Linked DNA regions of Mus musculus: region 2 is linked to region 1. The links are chromatin contacts, called in public HiChIP or PLAC-seq maps. All regions are on one chromosome and are shown on one strand. The core of a region is the stretch at or near the end of the contact, and the rest is flanking DNA. Distances in the headings are between cores, read along the strand shown.

Region 1 (3,752 bases), core at 175-2,674:
ACACCAATTAGAATAAGCCAGTTACCCTGTTGCTCAAATCTGCCCCTTACAAAAGTATAAAAAATTTCTTCTTTCTTTGTTCTGGGTCTCTCCTCTGGCCTGCGTGCTGAGAGGGGAGTCCCCAACATGTTGGATCAATTAAAAATCCTCATGCAGTTTTCAGCGATGGCAGTCTCTATGGTCTTTGTGAGTCAGGGTCTTTTGACGAACTCTAACAGTCTCCCACAAACATTCAAGAAATCCCCACCCCCATTTTTGCTGTTTCTTTTTGTACAAGTTCCAATGTTATATGGCTCATTTATGGGCAATGTTAGAGAATCTTAGAATGTTCTGAGGCAGCTGGTCCCTGATCTGCTGATAAGTGTATGATTAGAATAGTTATCTTAGGGTGTCCTCCAGTGGTTGCTTTCAAGACAGTGAGTCCAGAGACACTCAAACCCTGGATGTAATTTGGGAGCATATGACCTTCATAATCCTCCTGTATGATTTAAACAGTCTCTAAATTGCTGATAATACTCTATGGACTTTAATGACATTTTCCAAGCCACTTTACTGTACATTTATTGTTGATGATGTTTTTGTTTTTGTTTTTGTTTTTGTTTCAGGGTTTTTGTGTGTAATACCCCTTGCTGTCCTGGACTCAATTTGTAGACCAGTCTGGCCTCAAAGTCACAGAGATCTGCTTGACTCTGCCTTCTGAATTCTGGGATTAAAGGCATACACCACTTGGACCAGTATAGAACATTTTAGAAGGGACTATTTTTGTTTGTTTGTTTGTTTTTTGTTTTTTTTTAAATTTTTTTGTTTATTTGCAGTTCTTTTAATTCAACCCGTAGGACCTACAGACACAGAAACAGAGGGCTTGTTTTCTCATGTTCTGCTGAGATATGTCTTCCACCCACTTATATTCCATACATTATGAACAGTTTGGGTTTATATGCTGATGAGATTTTTACAGCACCCATTATTTGTTCAAAAGTAATTGCTTCTTTAATATTTAGCATGGCTTTGATAAAGCAGTAGACCCTTCAGGAATGTGTAACAGGCTTAAAGTTCAGAAACACTGAGAGGAATGTTAATGGCTTAATTTTCTATTTCTTTCCTGCTTAAAAAATAGAACAAAATTTATATGTTTCTCAAAGATGAATTCCATGTAGCACTCCAAAGACAAATAGATTCTGAAAAACCTTTCTCAGGTCAGTGGAGCATCTATAATAAGTAATTCATACAAGCAAATTTCGTTTCTTTTTAGCAGGACTGGGTATAAAACCAATGGCCTTGTACCTGCCAAGCAAGGTTCTGCCATTGATCTACATTCCCAGACCCTTCCAGCCCACGGATAGATTTGCAAGGGTTGGGCTTCCACTTGAGCAGTTCAAGCAGACTTATCTCCCTATGGAGCTAACTTTTCCTCCAGTAGATGGAGCAGAGAATCAGATCAATGCCTGCTGGATGGTGCCAAGTCACTGTGAGAAACATTTCCAAGGTCTGTACTGGTATGATAAACAGAGAGACCAGTGTTACCATTCAGGTAGTGAAAGAGTAGTAAACTCAGTGCTCCAAGGTATGCTAATCATAAAACAGATAGTGACATTCCTCCACCCACTCACTTCCTGAGTTCAAGGAGTATTCATTCAAAGAAAGTCACCCTGACCATTACCGGAAGCTGCAATGCAAATGTGCTATTGTTAGGGGCTCTTAGAAGCTGTCTTGAGAGTTAACAATTACCAGGTATTCCTTGTGACACCTGTGACTTTGTACTTCCTTGTGACTCTTATCTGGTATTTTTGGTATTTTCCAACAACGCCCTTCCCACCTCCTTGAGTTGTGGTTTTTCTCCTTTAAATACCCCCTTACTCAGCTACTCGGGGCGCCACAGTCCTCTACCCCTGCGTGGTGTATGACCGTGGGCCCAAGAGCGCTCTTGAATAAAAATCCTCTTGCAATTTGCAACAAGACCATTTTCTCGTTGGTGATTTTGGGGTGTCGCCTCTCCTGAGTCAGAACGTGGGGGGGTCCTCACGTTGTGGGTCTTTCAGTAGAACCTTGCTGGGGACTCAGTTCATAAGGCTAATTTATCCCTGGGTATAGAAAGCTAAGAATCTTTAGGACAATGACAAAAAGAGTCAGAGACCTTTCTCTTCCCATCTCCTTAGAAATATGTGAATGAAATGTGGGATTTCATATTTTCAACTAGCAGGTGTGATTTAGTTTTCTCTCTTAGATTCATTTAAAAATTTTTAAAATTTGTTTTGTGTATGTGTGTATATGTGGATACAAGCATTCAAAGATGTACTGGTGGAGTTAGAGGACAACCTGCATGAGTTGGTTCCTTCTTTCTACCAATGATTAAACTCAGGTGGTCAGCCTTGACAACAAGTGGCTTTACTCCCCGAGGTGTATCACTGGTCCCAGACATGACAGGTTTACCTAGGATCAGAGAAAATTTTCTCTCTTGGATTTGTACATTGCTAATCTTTTTGATCATCAGCATCATTCAAGCCTGCTGACTCTGCTAGCCATAATCTCTGACAAACATATGAGTGAAAGAAAATTTATTTCCAAATCCTCAGGATTCTTCAAACTCTTCCAAGTCTTTAATTGTGCATGCAAAAAGTGCCTTTGATAGAATTTGTTTATATTAACTGGCTTAATCCTAAATCTAGATATCTTTGAAAACAATTCAGTTTGCTTCTTCTCCTAATGGTTTCCCTCCAGTTCCATCTCAGTTTAATATTTTTCCGGGATAGATAGCATTGATTTAAGATTTCAAACCAAGAAGGCAAAGATCAACCATGTATAGGCTTATCACTCTGTGGTGATTTGAATGAGAAATGTGCCCCATAGGCTCAGGTATTTGATCACTTGACACCCCCATCCCCTCCCACCCCCCCACACCCCCCAGTTAGTGGCACTATTTGGAGAGGTTATATAACTTTTAGGACATGAAGACTTGCTGGAGGAAGTACATCACTGGGTGTGGACTTTGAGAGTTAATAGACTCATTCCACTTCCAGTTCACTCTCTCTACTCCCTTCATGCAGTTGAAGATGTGATTTCTCAGCCTGCTATTTTGGACTCTCCCTGTGCAACTGAAACATAAAATCATCCTTTCTCTTGTGGGGAGCTGAGGAAACCTCCAGTGAATATATAAAGAATAAATGAAGCTCTGACTGAGTAGGTATTGTTGAAAGGTCATGCCCATGTTATGCCTCAAATCTACAGGAAATTGACAAAGCCTTCCTCCTGGGTCAAGCTCAGAGGATGGAAAAGCCTTTCTCTGGTCCAGGTAAAGATGCTAAAATATATATACAAAAACTAGCAACCACATGTTTCTTCCCCTGAATGTTTACAGCCTGAGACTGCTAGCCTACAGACACCTTCTTCCTTGATTATCTAATTCCTCCTCATGTGCTGTGCTTGTTTCCAGCCGCAGTGTAATTGGTGTCACTCCATCAGAGTGGCAGATGCAGGGCCCACCTGACCCCGCCTTCCTTCCTATGTTTGTTTTCCCTTTACTCCCTCACAATCCCAGTCAAGTTTCCAGAACTAAGCTTTGCAAAAAGTGGCATTCTTCTTCTGTAACTGCCATGGCGTTTTATCACAGCAACAAAAATAACTAATATTGCTTGATATTAATCTGGTCACAAAATTATGTTATGTGAATAAAACCAGCCTACATAAAATACAGTAGGAAAATAATCAGATTTTTTTTTCTTTAAATCTGGGTCTTCTTTCTCAGAGAATTATTA
Region 2 (4,001 bases), core at 1,422-3,921, 270 kb before region 1:
CTACATGTAGTGAAGTTTACAACTAAGATTAGATTAGGCATCACACTAGTCCTCCTGAAAAGCTACATATAATCTCATTACTCAGGAAGCCAAGGCAGTAGGATTGTTGTAAGATTGAAGCCAGTCTGGTCTCAATAGAAAATTCCCTGCCAGCCAGGGCTACACAGAGAGACTCTACCTCAAAGCAAAATAACAACAAAAATACTCCCCTCCCTCAGCATGCATACACAGACACAGACACAGACACAGACACAGACACAGACACACACACACACACACACACACACACACACACACACACACACACACAGAAATGCTTGTACATTTCTGCTAGGAAGAAGTGTGAAAGTGATATTAGATGAAAGTGAAATCCAAGATAATAGCCTTTTGTTACAAGGGAGACTCCAGTATGTAATGGTTTTTTGACATAAATGTGTAATATCAAAAATGGAAGCAGTTTACAATCTGGAATAGATTTATTCCTAGTTTATTCCCTAGGTTTCATTAAATACTTGCGTGAAGATGTTAGGCCCATTCTTGTTTTTATTTCTGACCCTCTTGTGAGAGACACTTTTTCTCAAGAGTGTCCCCTTCAGTCTTCTTCCTCTGCCCTTCAAACTGGTTATGAAACCATGTTTGCTGTTGAGCTTCCTCAATACATGCTGCTTAACTCATTCCTTTTTTTTTCCTTCTTGCTTCACCAAAAAGCGGTCTTGAATTTAAGTATGTATATTGCCCTTACCATAAGGCCTAGCTAATTAAAAACTTGGATTTTGTTCCCTTTCTTTCCTTAAGTCCTGAGGAAAAAGTAAGGTAGTCTCGGAAGTAGTCTTCAGCTTCCCTTTGAGGTTGATGACAGCTGATGTCTCCTCCTCACTCTCCCCTGGGCTGATGCTTCCCTGAGTTGACAGTAGCTGATGCCTTTCACTCACAGTCTCTTCCCGGGCTATGGCTTTCTGTTTCTTCTTTGTTCTCATATGGAGAAATAGGAAATAGGAGTATGTTTGAAAATAATGACAGTTCATGGTGTCTCAGTGTGAACTAACTGAATGAGCCAGTGAGTATTCAAGAATGTATGATCACACCACCCAGGAGCTGGTGTGATATAACTCCCGTGGACTTTTTTGAAGCTGGGTTTAACTGCCTTCATGCTAAGGATCATTCAGAGGTGGGGTGGCTGTTACTATTGTCCTTTGGGATGTCCTGCCTAAAATGGGGAATATTTACCTCATAAGGTAGTAGAGAATTTTAAAGTCAACTTTGGTAAAGTCTCTAACATGGTGCTTGGCACATAGTAGGGTGTGTTAATTTTTCTCCCTTCCCTGCAGGCCACTCACCTGCTCTCCCTGTACGATTTTCCATAGCACAGTTTTTACTTGGAACCAGTCTTCTGCCAAGAGTCTCAGTTTGGTTGTGTACTCCTACAACTACTACTTTTGACTTGGCTTCCTCTCCAGCCACACAGTCGCCTGTTGTACCAGCTGGGTGGTGTGAGTCCCCAGCCTCAGAGGAAGCTTGTTACTTTCCAGTCAGCTGTGTTTCTCTGACAGTGTGCCGTCCTTGGTAACTTGGTTTTCTTTACCACTGTTAAATTATCTGTGATCCTGAAATTGGAATTAGAATTAGAAATTTAAGTTGCTAAAGTAGGCCACCTAGAGGTATAACTGAGCGGGCAAAAATGCTCTGGTGAGGTCAACAACAGCTTTTGCACTGTTTTGAGCAATATGAGTATTTAAAGAGTTGAGAGCGAAACACGTTCAAAGGAAGTAAAGTTGCTAAGTAACTGGGAGTTTTGTATAATTTTCTGTAAGTCAACACATAGCATTCCCAACTTGTTTTACCTGCATTGGCTGTGGCATTTCAGTATCATTTCACAAGTGAGGACGGTATGGTTGTAGCATGGCTAGAGACTGTGTGGGGTAGGATCCAGAGGTGCTGCAGAGAGCTCAGCTTCATTCTCCACATAGGTGTCCTCAGCTCGGAAGGAACTGAACTTTCTGCCACAAACATAGTCTGTTGACACCATAAACATATGTTTTAAGACACTGCTGAATATTGTTTTGAGGTAGAAAGGTAAAAATCCTACCTTTCACCTCAGATGCTCTTCCCCTTACAGAGCTTGCGTTTCATCCCTTGTTGACTTGTGGATGACTCAGAACTTTGAAGTGGTGGATATCAGAAATGGGGTGGAGATATTAGACTGGGGGTGTCATTTGTGCTATAGCCCGTGACTTCCTGTTTTCTGTGCTTCTGTGAGTTTCCAGCTTTCATTTAGTATATATTGATTCTGCAAATCAGTCATCCCCTTAGCTAGTGGTTGAAAAGAATATTTTCTGTCTGACTTACACATGACCTTGGATTCATATACTAACACAGGTAAGTCAGGGCTGGAGAACCAGTCTGTCCCTCTAAGCTATAAAGACAGCTTCTATGTAGAATTAATTTATTCCCACCAAATATAAAACAAAAGTTAATAACTTTTTTAAGAAATGAAAATTGTTTTATATTTAAGATTATTGGATAATATGTGATGCTTTATTGAGTAATTAAAATCATTTCATACTTAAATTTACCTAGTCAGGTTGAAGGAAAGGAAAATGTGCTAGGGATAGAGTAAGAGGAGAGTTGTTGGTGATAACCCTGTGACCTTACTGGGTGTGGTCACATTCCACATAGCAGATACTATAAGGCTCTATAGTGACTCTTCCCTGTGAGCTTCTGAGAGCAAGAACTAAAGCACAGTAAACTGAGGAAGTTCTTGGATGTTACAATTAGACTTAGTTTTTAGTCCTGCCTTCTAAGTTAACTATCTTCCTAGGAAGATTTAATTTCTGGCCTCCAGTCCCATTTGTGGATTGTGATGTTAAAGTTATGTCATAAGGTGATAACAAGAACTACTTATGATTATGAATATAAGCAGTTACTTAGCATGGTGATTGAAACACAGCATGTAATCAATAAATGTTGGTTCCTGTAGTTATTGGACTAGCAAATGGAGGGATGAGGATCTGTGAGTGAAGCCAGTTAGTAGGAAAGAGAACATTAATAAGCCATTCACACCTTATTTACTTGACTTTGAGCTTTTGGTATTGTTATTTTTCCTTTGCCTTGTTGGAAAACACCTAAGTAGACATCACTATCTTTGTTCTTTGGAACAACTTTGTCTGTCACTTTCACTTCTGTTAGGAAGGAGTCATCTTTGTGTGCAGTGTGCACTGTGATGGTCAGAGTACCCGAGCAGCTATGTAGAACTGAAGGCTTATAGTATCTGCTATGTGGAATGTGACCACACATGAGGGACACATGAGTACACATGTAGGCTTATGTGGCCTGTGTGCGAGTAATCTCACCTCATCCAGTCCCAGTCTTGCTGACTTGGAAACACCCTACATAAATCTCAGACACTGACTCTGTATATCGTGTGTACATATGTGACTGCCATGAGTTCAATTTATTTTGTTCTATTTTTATTAAAGATCATCAGTACATATCTGAGGTATTTTTGAGACAGCCATGGAGGCTTGACATTTGAGAATAGAACTCTTAAGAAAAGCTGGATTCCTCATCAGGATAGAAAGCAATGTGGTTATCAGGGCACGAATTTTTACCACATTAGAATCAAAGTTGCAAAAATGTTAACAATTTTTAACCAACATTTTTTTGTTTAAGTCACTGTGGTAAGAAGGCATTATGTCACAGTGTAATTAGCAGTTTTTTCCTCTGTGATACAGGAAGAATAGTGTGCCCTGAAGTCTGATAGAGTGCCTCAGTTGTGAGACAGAATTCCTGTGAGATTACAGTTGGGTAGTCTGTCTTGCCTTGGGCTAACAGTTTCAGGAAGGAGAGATTACAGGAGTGACCAAGGCTACAGCAATTTCCTCACTCAAGCCTCATAGCCCACAGCTACCTTTGCCCCCTGGCAGAGCCTGCAGTTTCTTCCTCTAGAGAGAAGCTGTTCCTCGATATATGCATTAATTAACACAGTTCTGTCTGTTGGTGGA

Evidence for each region. HiChIP or PLAC-seq counts read pairs in DNA pulled down with a chosen protein or histone mark.
Region 2: a contact with region 1 is called in an H3K27ac HiChIP or PLAC-seq map of embryonic stem cells, with 5 read pairs. The contact joins two enhancer-like sites. A contact is called at or near these places in 1 of 484 Hi-C or Micro-C datasets (nephron progenitors), 3 of 115 datasets of contacts at active chromatin or transcription factors (embryonic stem cells, pancreatic cancer cells and trophoblast stem cells) and 2 of 9 other capture datasets (adipose tissue and liver).

The regions. Positions count from the first base shown.
Region 1 is chr6:47,292,328-47,296,079 of GRCm38.p6, reverse strand. All of the region lies in intron 22 of Cntnap2 (contactin associated protein-like 2), which reads right to left. Among named protein-coding and RNA genes, the nearest start is that of Gm35280, 37 kb to the right of the region's middle. Within about 2 kb of position 1,424, at least 10 of the 459 cell types and tissues checked have an H3K27ac peak or open chromatin away from gene starts, as enhancers often do. A contact at or near this core is called in embryonic stem cells and trophoblast stem cells, where this site is marked.
Region 2 is chr6:47,559,266-47,563,266 of GRCm38.p6, reverse strand. The region is part of intron 3 of Ezh2 (enhancer of zeste 2 polycomb repressive complex 2 subunit); the gene reads left to right. Among named protein-coding and RNA genes, the nearest start is that of Ezh2, 34 kb to the left of the region's middle. Within about 2 kb of position 2,671, at least 59 of the 459 cell types and tissues checked have an H3K27ac peak or open chromatin away from gene starts, as enhancers often do. A contact at or near this core is called in embryonic stem cells and trophoblast stem cells, where this site is marked.